Regions from separate parts of the Mus musculus genome. Here regions 2 and 3 are each linked to region 1. A link is a contact called in public promoter capture Hi-C data. All regions are on one chromosome and are shown on one strand. The core of a region is the stretch at or near the end of the contact, and the rest is flanking DNA. Distances in the headings are between cores, read along the strand shown.

Region 1 (3,480 bases), core at 558-3,057:
TGTGGCACATAGCAGGCTTACCCTGTATGCTAACCAGGCACCATAAATACTTCTGAACTACCCAAATGGGCCAGCTGTTCACCCCACACCACCAGCTATCAAGGTCCTGTGAGGAGTCAGAGTGCAAGTTCATAAGCTTGGGAAGACTAGAAGGCCGGCCCAAAGCACAGCTTCTTCCTGACTCTCCACTAGAGGTACAACAGCCAAACAAATGCAGGGATGGGCTACTGCTCAACAGAATATGGTTACCTCTAACAGGAAGTTCACCACCAGAAGGCTCCAAGTTCTCAAGGGGCTTTGGAATAACATAATTCTACTAAGAAATGCAGGGGGAAGTTTGTATTTAAAAATCCCCAACTATCAGGTTTAAGCAACCCTAAGCAACCCTCATGTCTACCTTGAGAATTCTGAGAGCCATCATGAGAACTTCCTTCCACACCACTTCTCTCCCCTCTGTTCTGCCTACATCTCGACATTGAATGCATCTGCATTCATCAAAACTTCATTCCTGTTGATTTCCGGGTGTCCAGTAGTCAACTTAGATGCTCAACATATCCTCAAGACCCCAACCAAACCAAGGCCTTTCAGGCCAGGCACAGGGAACATTTTCAGTCCTGATTTGGAGGAGAGTGGCAGCCAGGAGGCTATGGGTGATCCCTTTAGCGGGTCAGCTAAGTGGAGATGCCATTGTGGAAAAGAGCAGGCCCAGACTGCTCCAAGAACCCTCAGAAATCAGCCGGTCGTTTCCCCCATTTCTGACCGGGACACTCCCCACCTCCACACTACATCTGGCTTATTTTGACATTTCTCCCCCACACATGAAAACATCCAGGACGCCACTGCAGAGCTGAGGAACAGCACCAGACCCTTGGCGGAGCAGAGCATGGCCTTTGTTTACTGCGGTGACCTTAGGTGGGGGAGGATGCTGACGCCCGGCCCAGGCCCTGCCCCCTCCGGGCCCCACCCCCAGCCTGCTGCCCTCCCCTGCCCCGCTCTCCCCTCCCCCTCCCCGCTGTCCCCCCCCGGCCCCCGCCCCCAGTCCTTTTCCCACGCCCTCTGACACCCCACCACCGAGGCCCGCTGGCCCCCGCCTCTAGGCCTCCTTCTTCCTCTCCCGGGTCCCCGACCATCCCCAGACACGCTCCGAGCTCTGCCCCCCGGCCTGCAGTCCCCAAGACCGGCCTGTCCTTCCAGCCCTTCCCCGCACCCCACCCCGACCCGCCGCGCCGCGCCCAGCCCCCCGGCCGCGCTCGCACAGCGGCCGTTGGTGTCTGGCCGAGGCCGGTGCCCGGGCCCTCGGCTGCGGGGATGCCGAACGTCCACTCCGGCCCTCCGCAGGCCTCGGCCTGCCGGGGACCCCGCCCGCCGATCCGCAAGGCCCCCGGGCGCTCGATGGCGCCGGGCCTCACCGAGATAGATGTCTCCGAAGGAGCCGCTGCCGATCTTGCGGCCCAGTCGGTACCTGTTCCCGACCCTCAGCTCCATGGCAGCGGTGCGGCTCGCTACTGCCCGCCCGGCCGCTTCCTGGGTCTGCGCTCCGGGAGGCGGCGCCGCTGCTGCCGCTACTGCGGGTCCGGTCCGACTCCGCCCCCCTCACGGCCCCGCTTTCACCATCGCTTTCCGGTCGCCCCGTCGCTCTCAGCGCCTCAATACGGGGCGGATGGGACAGTCCGAGCGCCGCCGCCGCTGCTCCGGCCCTTGCCGGCCCCGCTCGCCCTCTCCCCGCCGCGGATGGACTCGGATCTTCCGGGCCTAAATCCCCCTTCAGCTGCCTAAAGGAGCCGCCGCCATCGCGCTGTGACGTCACTTCCCCTAGCAACCCAAGGGGGCGGGGCCACCGTGCTCGGGGGCGGGGCTTGGCTACTTGATGGATTGCGCAGTCGCAACCAGGCCTGTTTCTCTGTCCCAGTGTCCACCGTTCCCGCAGGATGACTCCAGCTGGTCTCTTTGGTCTTCCCATTTGTCTCCAATAGAAGTCCGAGGAAGCTAAGCCATGTGTGGTAAGAAATGCCTGTAGTTCCAGCCCTTGGGAGTTCGAGACCAGCCTGGGCTATAGCGACCCTGCCCCTAAACAGGCAGAGAGAAGCCGAATAGCAGTTCCTTTTGTAGACCCCGGGAAAGGCCCTTTACAGATAGGGGAAAAGGGCAGAGAGGGCGGTCCAGGCCTAGCTCTGAGATCACAGGTAGACAGTTAGCTTTTGTAGGAATCACCAGTTGTGGGCTTTGAATGGTGCAAAACGTGCCTGCTGCTGCCTGCCAGCTTCTTGCACACAAGGGTGGAAGAAAAGAGGTCTTCCTGGGACCCACTGTGGGCAGGAAGGTCAGTGTTGAGTTCACTGAGGGTGTAGAGGGTATGTCTCAGACTCTGATCGCTCTCCAGGGCTGTCTGCCTGGAGAGAGAGTCAACATTTTTATCTGGTCTGCATTGGATCTGCATGTTCCCCTGGCAAACACAAACATGAATTCTGAAGTTCAGGCTGACGGCCAGCTTCCAAGACTTGGCTGTCCATTCTGACCACTGAGGAGGGACTCTGGAGGAGCTACCACACAGGAGGTGCCCCCTAACCAGGAGGGGACAACCTTCCAAATAGATGCTTTTCTAGGCCCACTCTCACCCAGCCAGAAACACGAGAGTCACAGATGAGTGTAATGCTTCTATTTGGTCAGCTAGCACCCGTAGCATCTGCACAGGGTATCACGCTGCATGACAACTCAGCAGCCCTGCAGAAGCACGTGGAGCTGACATGTCTTCTAGTCTCCCAGCTCCACCACCCTTCCTTTTGGTGGTCCTGCAGTGCCTGCCTGCACACAGTTGGCAGTCAGGTTGGGGAGCATTACACAGCCGGAGACAGAAGACACCACAAGGCAAACTGAAACCAGTGGTCACTGAGCGGCAGGTATGGGAACTGCCTAGCTTTTTAGTCCAGGAGTCAGAGCCAGATGCGGCCAAACTAGTAAAAATAATCTTACTGACAGAATTCAAGTATAATTTTTTTTCTGTTGATGAACAATACCTAACTTCATCTGAGAAGCCCCTATATTGAACTGAAAACAGCAAACCTGGTATCTGGCCTAACCTCTCTCTTACCAACCTCGGGCCTGATCTTTGCCTAGCGGTCTTCCCTCTGGGAGCACCTGCTCTGTCTGGAATAGAGAGCCGAGGGTGTGAGCTGCTGCGTGCCTAGGGCTCTGCACACCCTTCTTATTACTTGTATACAGGACAGTCAGCTGATAAAGTGACCAAAGTTCTTGCTGCGTTTTACTTACTCGATGGTCAGAAGGAGGCAGTGCACGGAAGAGGCCCCAGGCAGGATCAATGCTCTGGGTTTTGAAGGTCATTTGCAAGTGTCCTGTGCTGGGGTTCTTGGCTTCTCATCACAGTCCCTTGCTGCAGAATGTGTGTGCCAAAGCCATCGCCATCCCCTGGGCATGCCGGGCAGAGATTGCACTGACTGAGATCATGGTGGCTCTTCACCACGG
Region 2 (3,305 bases), core at 346-2,845, 610 kb before region 1:
GTCACCAGGGGCTAACCCAGAAGTAACCAAGGCCTTCAGGACCACACAACAAAGCTGGCCATCAGGGAGACCGCAGAGGATCACAGGGGACTGCAGGAGGGTGGCATCGACTCCAAAGAGTAGACCAAAGAGAGCCTCCTCCAGCGTGAAGCACCCACAGCCCTGGGGGTGACCATGAGGTGCCCTGGAGTCTGGTGGGAACACGCAGCACAGCACGGGCAGGAAGCGGGGGGCTGCAGGCTTCTCTGGCACCCCACCTGGTGGGGTGCAAGTGGACAACTCCACCTCACCAATCTGGCCTCTGGGCAGAGGCTCCTCCCCTGCACAGGGACGCTCAAACAGCTGCATCTTCCACTGGGTGGGGCCCTGTGCCAGGGTGACCAGCATATCATCCAGCACGGTGAAGGCACAGAGGGCAGCGTCAGGGAGGACACACGCATCCGGGTCCACATGGATCACAGGGTAGGGGGGAGCCGCTTCCTCTTTGTCCTCACAGGCCTGGCTCCCAGACCTTCAGGAACAATGGAAGCATAGTCAGTATTGGGTGGGGTAGACTCACACCGTGCTCAGCAGTAACCTGACTTGCTCTGAGTAGGCTAGGCAGGAGACATCACAGGCCATTCAGCAGGTAGGTCTCTCTCTCTCTCTCTCTCTCTCTCTCTCACACACACACACACACACACACACACACACACGCTTGACACAGGATCAGCCAGAAACATAGCTCTGCAGATCGAGGCAGCTTGGGAACTATTCCCAAGGCTGCCTGGGCTGTGCACGGTGAGTTCTTCCAGCACAAGCCAAGGGACACGAGCTTTTGCCACTCACTGCTTGCCAGAGACACCGTCTTCTGAGACCCACTTCCAAGAGGTCTTGCCAGGCACCGGAGGGCAGTGATAGCGGTGCTCCTGGTTGCAGACTTCACTACCTGAGCCTCAACAGCTAAGAACTTCACAAAAGCAGACACAACTGCCACGCCTGCATATGCACAGGTACTAGAGAGCGGGAATGGGCGGCCTAGACCGCAGTCCTCTGCTTCCTACCCCAGTGTGTTGTCAGTGGCCGTCAAAGGGACTACTACTGGGACAAACCTCTCACAACTAGGAGGACATGAAAGCCGGCCTCCCTGGGGACCCGACTTGTCACTGGCCGGCCGCGTGGGGCCACGCCCCCTCACCTGTCCAGCGAGTCCAACGACAGGCAGTAGATGCCAGTCCGGGCACACAGGACGTAGAGTGCCCTGCGGATGGCCAGGAGCTGCAGGTGCCATACCTGGTCGGGAAACTGGTACACCGCCTGGGCGCCAGGAGAGCGAGGTCAGGCGAGGGCACACGCGGCCCCGGCTCACCTCGGAACGGCGCCGCCCGCCCGCCCTCCCGCCCTCCGCTCACCGTCAGCAGCCCGCCCTCCTGGTCATACACATAGACGAACTCGCGTCCGGTGGACAGAAAGACCTCAGCCTCATGCCGCAGCACAAACGGCTTCCCCGCCGCTCGGCCTCCGAGCGGGCAGCAGAAGTCCGACAGGTAGTGCACGCGCGAGGAAGCGCCCGCCATCCTGCGGGCGCCGGGCCAGAGCTCAGCCCGGAGGGGCGGTGCCGCCTCCAGGCTTTACGGCCGCCCACGGCGCGGCGCGGCCTCCGCCGTAAAGCGGCCGCTGCGGAGGCGTGGCCGGAGCCTGCTGCAGGGGCGGGGACAGTTGCTCTACGGTCCGCTAGAGGGCGGGAACGCCCCCAAACACCGTGGCTTAGCAAAGAGCCACAACGGGAGGCACAAAGCCAGAGGGTAGCCAAATAATGCAGTCCTGCAAGTTCACTGGGGCCCGCGTCAGGGCCCTTGCCTCGGATCACCTACCTGTTGAGCAGAGGTTGCTCTGGTGCAAGGCTTGTATGCAGCACTTGCCCTGGCACCGTTTTGTGACAGCACTTGAGAGCACCACCCGTATAGCACGGGGTTTCAGGAGTAGGGTGGCACAGCACACCATTCAGTCCCTTGATAGGGAAAAAGGTGCTTCAGGCCAGCCATCCAGAAGAGCCTTTGCTCCACTCATGAACGCGGCAGGATGTGATTCTACAGCAGAGGATGCTGAAAACCCTAATGAGCTGGGTCTAAGGGAAACCACATTTTCTTCAATGACAGCTCTTCTTGGGGCTCCCTGAGGGAGCAGGCGGAGAATCCTACCCTGGAATGAGGCTCCAAGTACAAGATGAAATACTACTCTTCCAGAGCACTCATCAGAAACTAGACACCACTGCCTATGCTTCTGAAGTGGCAGCTACTCGGAGGGCTGAAGGCAGGAATACTTGAGTTCGGAGCCAGCGCAGGCAACCTTGACTCTTAAAAGAACGTTCATCTGAAAATTACAGCGGACAAATCTACAAAGGTGTGTGGGGTCACAACCAGGCACAAAACGTCCTGTGAACTTAGAGAGCATAGTGTAACCCTAGTGTAGATGTCAGAACAACATCCTGGGGCTGGAGAGACGGCTCAGCCGTAAGAGCACACGCTGTACTTGCAGAAGACCCAAGTTTGATTCCCAGCATCCACATAGGGAAGCTCACAACCCCCAACAGCTCCAGGGGCTCCTACATCTTTTACTAAGGTATTTATGTGTACAAAAGCATACGATTAAATAAATAAAAGCTGTGTGGTGGTATACACCTTTAATCCCAGCACTCAGGAGGCAGAGGCAGGTGGATCTGAGTTCAAGGCCAGGCTGGTCTACAAAGCTAGTTCTACAACAGCAACGCTTATGAAAACAAAACAAAACAAAAAACAAAAAGCTCTGTCTGGAACTGGACACCCCCCAGCCCCAAATATTTATTTCTTAGGCTTTATAGTTGTAGCCTGTCTGTGCTTCCAGAGTACTGGGAATAAAGGCACAGACCACTATGCCCAGCTGTAAATTAAGTGAAAACAAAAAAACAAAAACCAACTTTAACCCAAGGGTGAAGCCTGGACCTATTTTATCATTTCTGAGTGGTCTCTGAAACAGATCTGAGCCCAAGCCCCAGGCTGCTCTGAAGACACCTTGAGTGGAAACAAGTGGGAGATGAATTCTTTGCAGCATCGGAGTCACCTCCAGGGTTGGAAGCATCGTCAGTTTATCTTCTGCACACCAGGTTCTAACACTCAGGACTGTCCTTACAAGGCAACACATCCATGCCACACCGGTGGACTGTGGTTCTGGGCACAGGAACAATGCACTGGGAGCAGGACAATCGCTTCAGGTGCTTTTATTAGGTTCCACTGCAGGGCTGGGGTCAGAAAAATACTCATCCACACCCAGCCAGTGCATACCTGTGA
Region 3 (3,271 bases), core at 719-3,218, 680 kb after region 1:
AGAGAAACGGGTTAACAAACAGCCATGGAGAACTGCCCTCTCTTCAGCATCCAGAAATGTTTATCCCACAAGATGAGGCCCTGGCCTTCAGGTCTAGAACCATGATGGATGGGGCAAGCCCAACAAACCAAAAAAATGTCTGTTTCTCCTCTCTAAGCAGTTGGCATTCATTTGGTCCATAATATTCAATAGGTCTTAGGTACCCCTTAGGATCGTGATGCTTTTAAAAATTGTTCCATTTATTCATCCGTTATTGTATGTGTACACATGACCATGAGGGCCGAATTCAGGTTATCAAGCTTGGTGGGACGTGCCTTTATCCACTGGTCTATCTGTCCCCATTTCCTTCTAGATGCTTTTGAAAGGGGGGGAAACCTTAAAAGCATCAAAATGACCCCTCAGTCAGTGGTAGATTCGTGATTCTGATCACTAGGCAAAAGCATCAGCATTCTGGTTAAACATCCCCTGCTATGAGAACCAGACTCCAACAGTGACCCCTTTATAGGGGTCATCACAGCTCATCAAAGAGCCAAGCTGGACCAGGAGGGCGTGGAGAGGCCCTTAATCTTTATTCAACACTTGAATTCTGGCACCCTCACTTTTTCTCAGGGAATCTCACAAAGCCAAAGTTCCTAAAGTAGTATGGAATAAAATCACTGAAACCTGATAACCAAAGGAACCAGGAACTGCCTCAATTTTATATGATATAGTAAGTAGTAAAGAACAGCCAAGAAATTAACAGTTGGCCTCACCCCCCCACCCTGAATTAATGTGAAAAAATAAAACTGGACATGTTTCTGAGCAGGAAAACCAATAGGCTAGGTAGATGTGAACATATACATACATATATGTACATGTTACAAAGCTATATATAACACAAAGGCTATATAATCTCTACAGACAAGGTCTACATATAATATAGGCAATATCTACATAAATCACTGTAGAGGCCATCTATGTATAGTGTACTTTAAATTACTGAATCTGAACACGGTTATAAGAATCTTATAAAGGAGTGTTGAAGACACCGTCCTTTACAAATGAAGCGCTCTTTGAGGAGCTGATGATCCCAAAGTGGCATTCTATCCTGTTTGTGTTTATTCTGAAAACATGTTGCTTAAAGGCTTTTTATTTGTTATTTATTTGAGCTATTGGGGATTGAACCCAGGGTGTTTCACATGCATGTCAGAGTTACACCCCAGTCCTCTGGACTTACTTTGTAAAGGAAAGAACTTTCTTAATTTTCTCAAGACCTACAAGATTTTAACTGAAAAGGGGTGTTATGACTCATATTTGTTATCAGTAAGTGTGGCTCGGACGCTGGAGGGTTTCAAGGTTATCCTCAGCTGTATGTGCTGCAGGCCAGCCAGAGCTACAGACCTCACAACTTTAAAAAAAAAGATATAAATTTCTGACAAAGGCCTTGATTTACCGGTTTCCAATTTCAATAAGACTGGCATGAAAAATACAATCACTTGGCGCAATGCCTGTGAACCACACTTAATGCACCCTGGCCTGAGACATCTAACCCACCTGCTAGGTATTAAGATAGGTGTGGCATGCTGGCGAGCAGGGATATGGCGGGAGGGGCGCTAGTAGGTGTGCAGGTTAGTGTACGGTATGAGCTCGGACACATGTCTACCTCGAAACGGAATGGTGGGAACCCTCCAAGCTGAGGTTCCCGAACCCGTGGCAGCGTACAGCGGCTGCGAGCCGGAGACAAGATGACTACCGTGGAGGGAGAAACAGCAACAGAAGAAGGCACAAGAGGGCGGGACCGCGTCTCACCCGGCCATACCTACCACTAGGGCCAGCGAGCCGCGCGTTGTGGCGTTCTCGGAGACCTCCATCGCGCGGCTCCACTGCCCTTTTCCTGCAATCGCAGTCCTGCCTAGGAGGCCAACGCATGCACAGCAAGCTCCAGGAGGCGATGCACAGACTGGACCGCTTCCGATTGGTGCAGAGCCACGTGGCTCGCTAGGGACTTACGGGTATGGGAGGGCTGTTAGGGGAACAGCCACGTTCTATTGGTGTAGAGACACGTCAGTCAGTAAGGGAAGGCGGTCCTTCGAGCAGAATGCTCAGGGAGGCGGCCCGTCGGTGTTCTCTGGATGGTGGAGCGGGAGGGGCGAGCCGCCGTTCTCGGCGGGAGCAGCTCGGGCGAGGGGTTCCGGGGTGGCCAGAGCTGAGTGTGTGGGCGGGGCCTGGCCGAGCAAAGGGTTGGGCTTCCGGAGTCCGTGGGCGCCCCTGGCTTTGCGCCTTCGTCCTTCTCACTTGCCTCTGTGGCTTCTTGGCCTGCGGAAGTCCTCCTGCCCCACCTGACGGAAATAATCGCAAACTGAAGTCCGCAGCCAAACTAACGTTATAAAAAAACTTAAGAACGGGGGGAACTTGTGGGGGGACGCCACCCTGTGCAAGTAGGTGGTTACTTAAAAATCCCACCGCAGGTTGGGCCTATGTAACTTTAAAAAGGAAAATGCCAGTAAGCTTAAAGCAGGCGACATTTCATCAGAATCTTGTTTGGTCTGACTGCTCCAGACAAGGAGGAAGGACCCCCTCCTGGAGGAAGGTTCTGGGTCTGGACTGGGTCTGTCTGGAGTGAGCCAAAGGTAGATAGTTCTCATGGACCCAAGGCCCTCGTGTGGCCTGCATTAGGACACATGACGCTTGGTCAACGCCAGATAGTTGAGTTCCTATGCTACACAGAGATTCATTGTCCCGGGGGATACTGGGGAAGGAAGTGTTCTATGAACTGTGGGAGTCCCAAAGTTAGGCATCCCACAGAACCAAAAGGTTTCACTAAATTACTTCCAAAGGACGGGTGACAACCTCTGAGCTGCGTGGAACCCAGATATTGATAAAACACCTGATTACTTAATGTAGATAACCCATGTACATTTTGTTTCGTTAGTGCTTTTCTAACTTAATGCTTGTGTCTGCAGTTTCTCCAAATGGTCATCCTACAACTAGAAATATATTTTAAGATGGCATATTTTGGTCATCCACACCCTCCATTTGTGAGGGGTGACACTGAGGTCACCCACTGGCCTTGGCACCAAGCAGCCCTCAAGAGTTTCCACACTTAAAAATAGCAGGAGATGGGTGGAAGAGATGGCTCAACGGATAAAGACAGTTGCTGCCAAGCCTTAGAACCCGACTTTGAGCCCTGGGACCCATGTGGTATCAAGGAGAGAACCTACTCCCACAAGTTATCCTCTGACCTCCGAACATATAGGGTATGGTGCACAACCCCACACACCCCCAACACATG

The links. Promoter capture Hi-C pulls out the DNA fragments that hold promoters and counts their contacts.
Region 2: a promoter capture Hi-C map of pre-B cells shows a contact between it and region 1, with 2.6 times the contacts expected there. The contact joins the promoter of Faap100 here to the promoter of Csnk1d in region 1. A contact is called at or near these places in 2 of 39 promoter capture datasets (erythroid cells and pre-B cells) and 2 of 115 datasets of contacts at active chromatin or transcription factors (pancreatic cancer cells and pro-B cells).
Region 3: a contact with region 1 is called in a promoter capture Hi-C map of neutrophils, with 3 times the contacts expected there. The contact joins the promoter of B3gntl1 here to the promoter of Csnk1d in region 1. A contact is called at or near these places in 2 of 39 promoter capture datasets (erythroid cells and neutrophils) and 2 of 115 datasets of contacts at active chromatin or transcription factors (bone marrow-derived macrophages and pancreatic cancer cells).

Annotation. Positions count from the first base shown.
Region 1 is chr11:120,989,526-120,993,005 of GRCm38.p6, forward strand. Csnk1d (casein kinase 1, delta) reads right to left here and starts at 1,808. Exons shown (of 10, transcript NM_027874.2): 1 at 1,410-1,808. The coding sequence starts at 1,485. It overlaps LOC115486436 (a long non-coding RNA gene), which reads left to right and starts at 1,839. Exons shown (of 2, transcript XR_003949839.1): 1 at 1,839-3,480.
Region 2 is chr11:120,377,151-120,380,455 of GRCm38.p6, forward strand. Faap100 (Fanconi anemia core complex associated protein 100) reads right to left here and starts at 1,596. Exons shown (of 10, transcript NM_027980.2): 1 at 1,392-1,596; 2 at 1,178-1,296; 3 at 1-511. The coding sequence starts at 1,556. It overlaps Nploc4 (NPL4 homolog, ubiquitin recognition factor), which reads right to left. Exons shown (of 17, transcript NM_001195023.1): 17 at 2,648-3,305.
Region 3 is chr11:121,671,183-121,674,453 of GRCm38.p6, forward strand. It overlaps B3gntl1 (UDP-GlcNAc:betaGal beta-1,3-N-acetylglucosaminyltransferase-like 1), which reads right to left and starts at 1,969. Exons shown (of 13, transcript NM_178664.5): 1 at 1,803-1,969. The coding sequence starts at 1,850.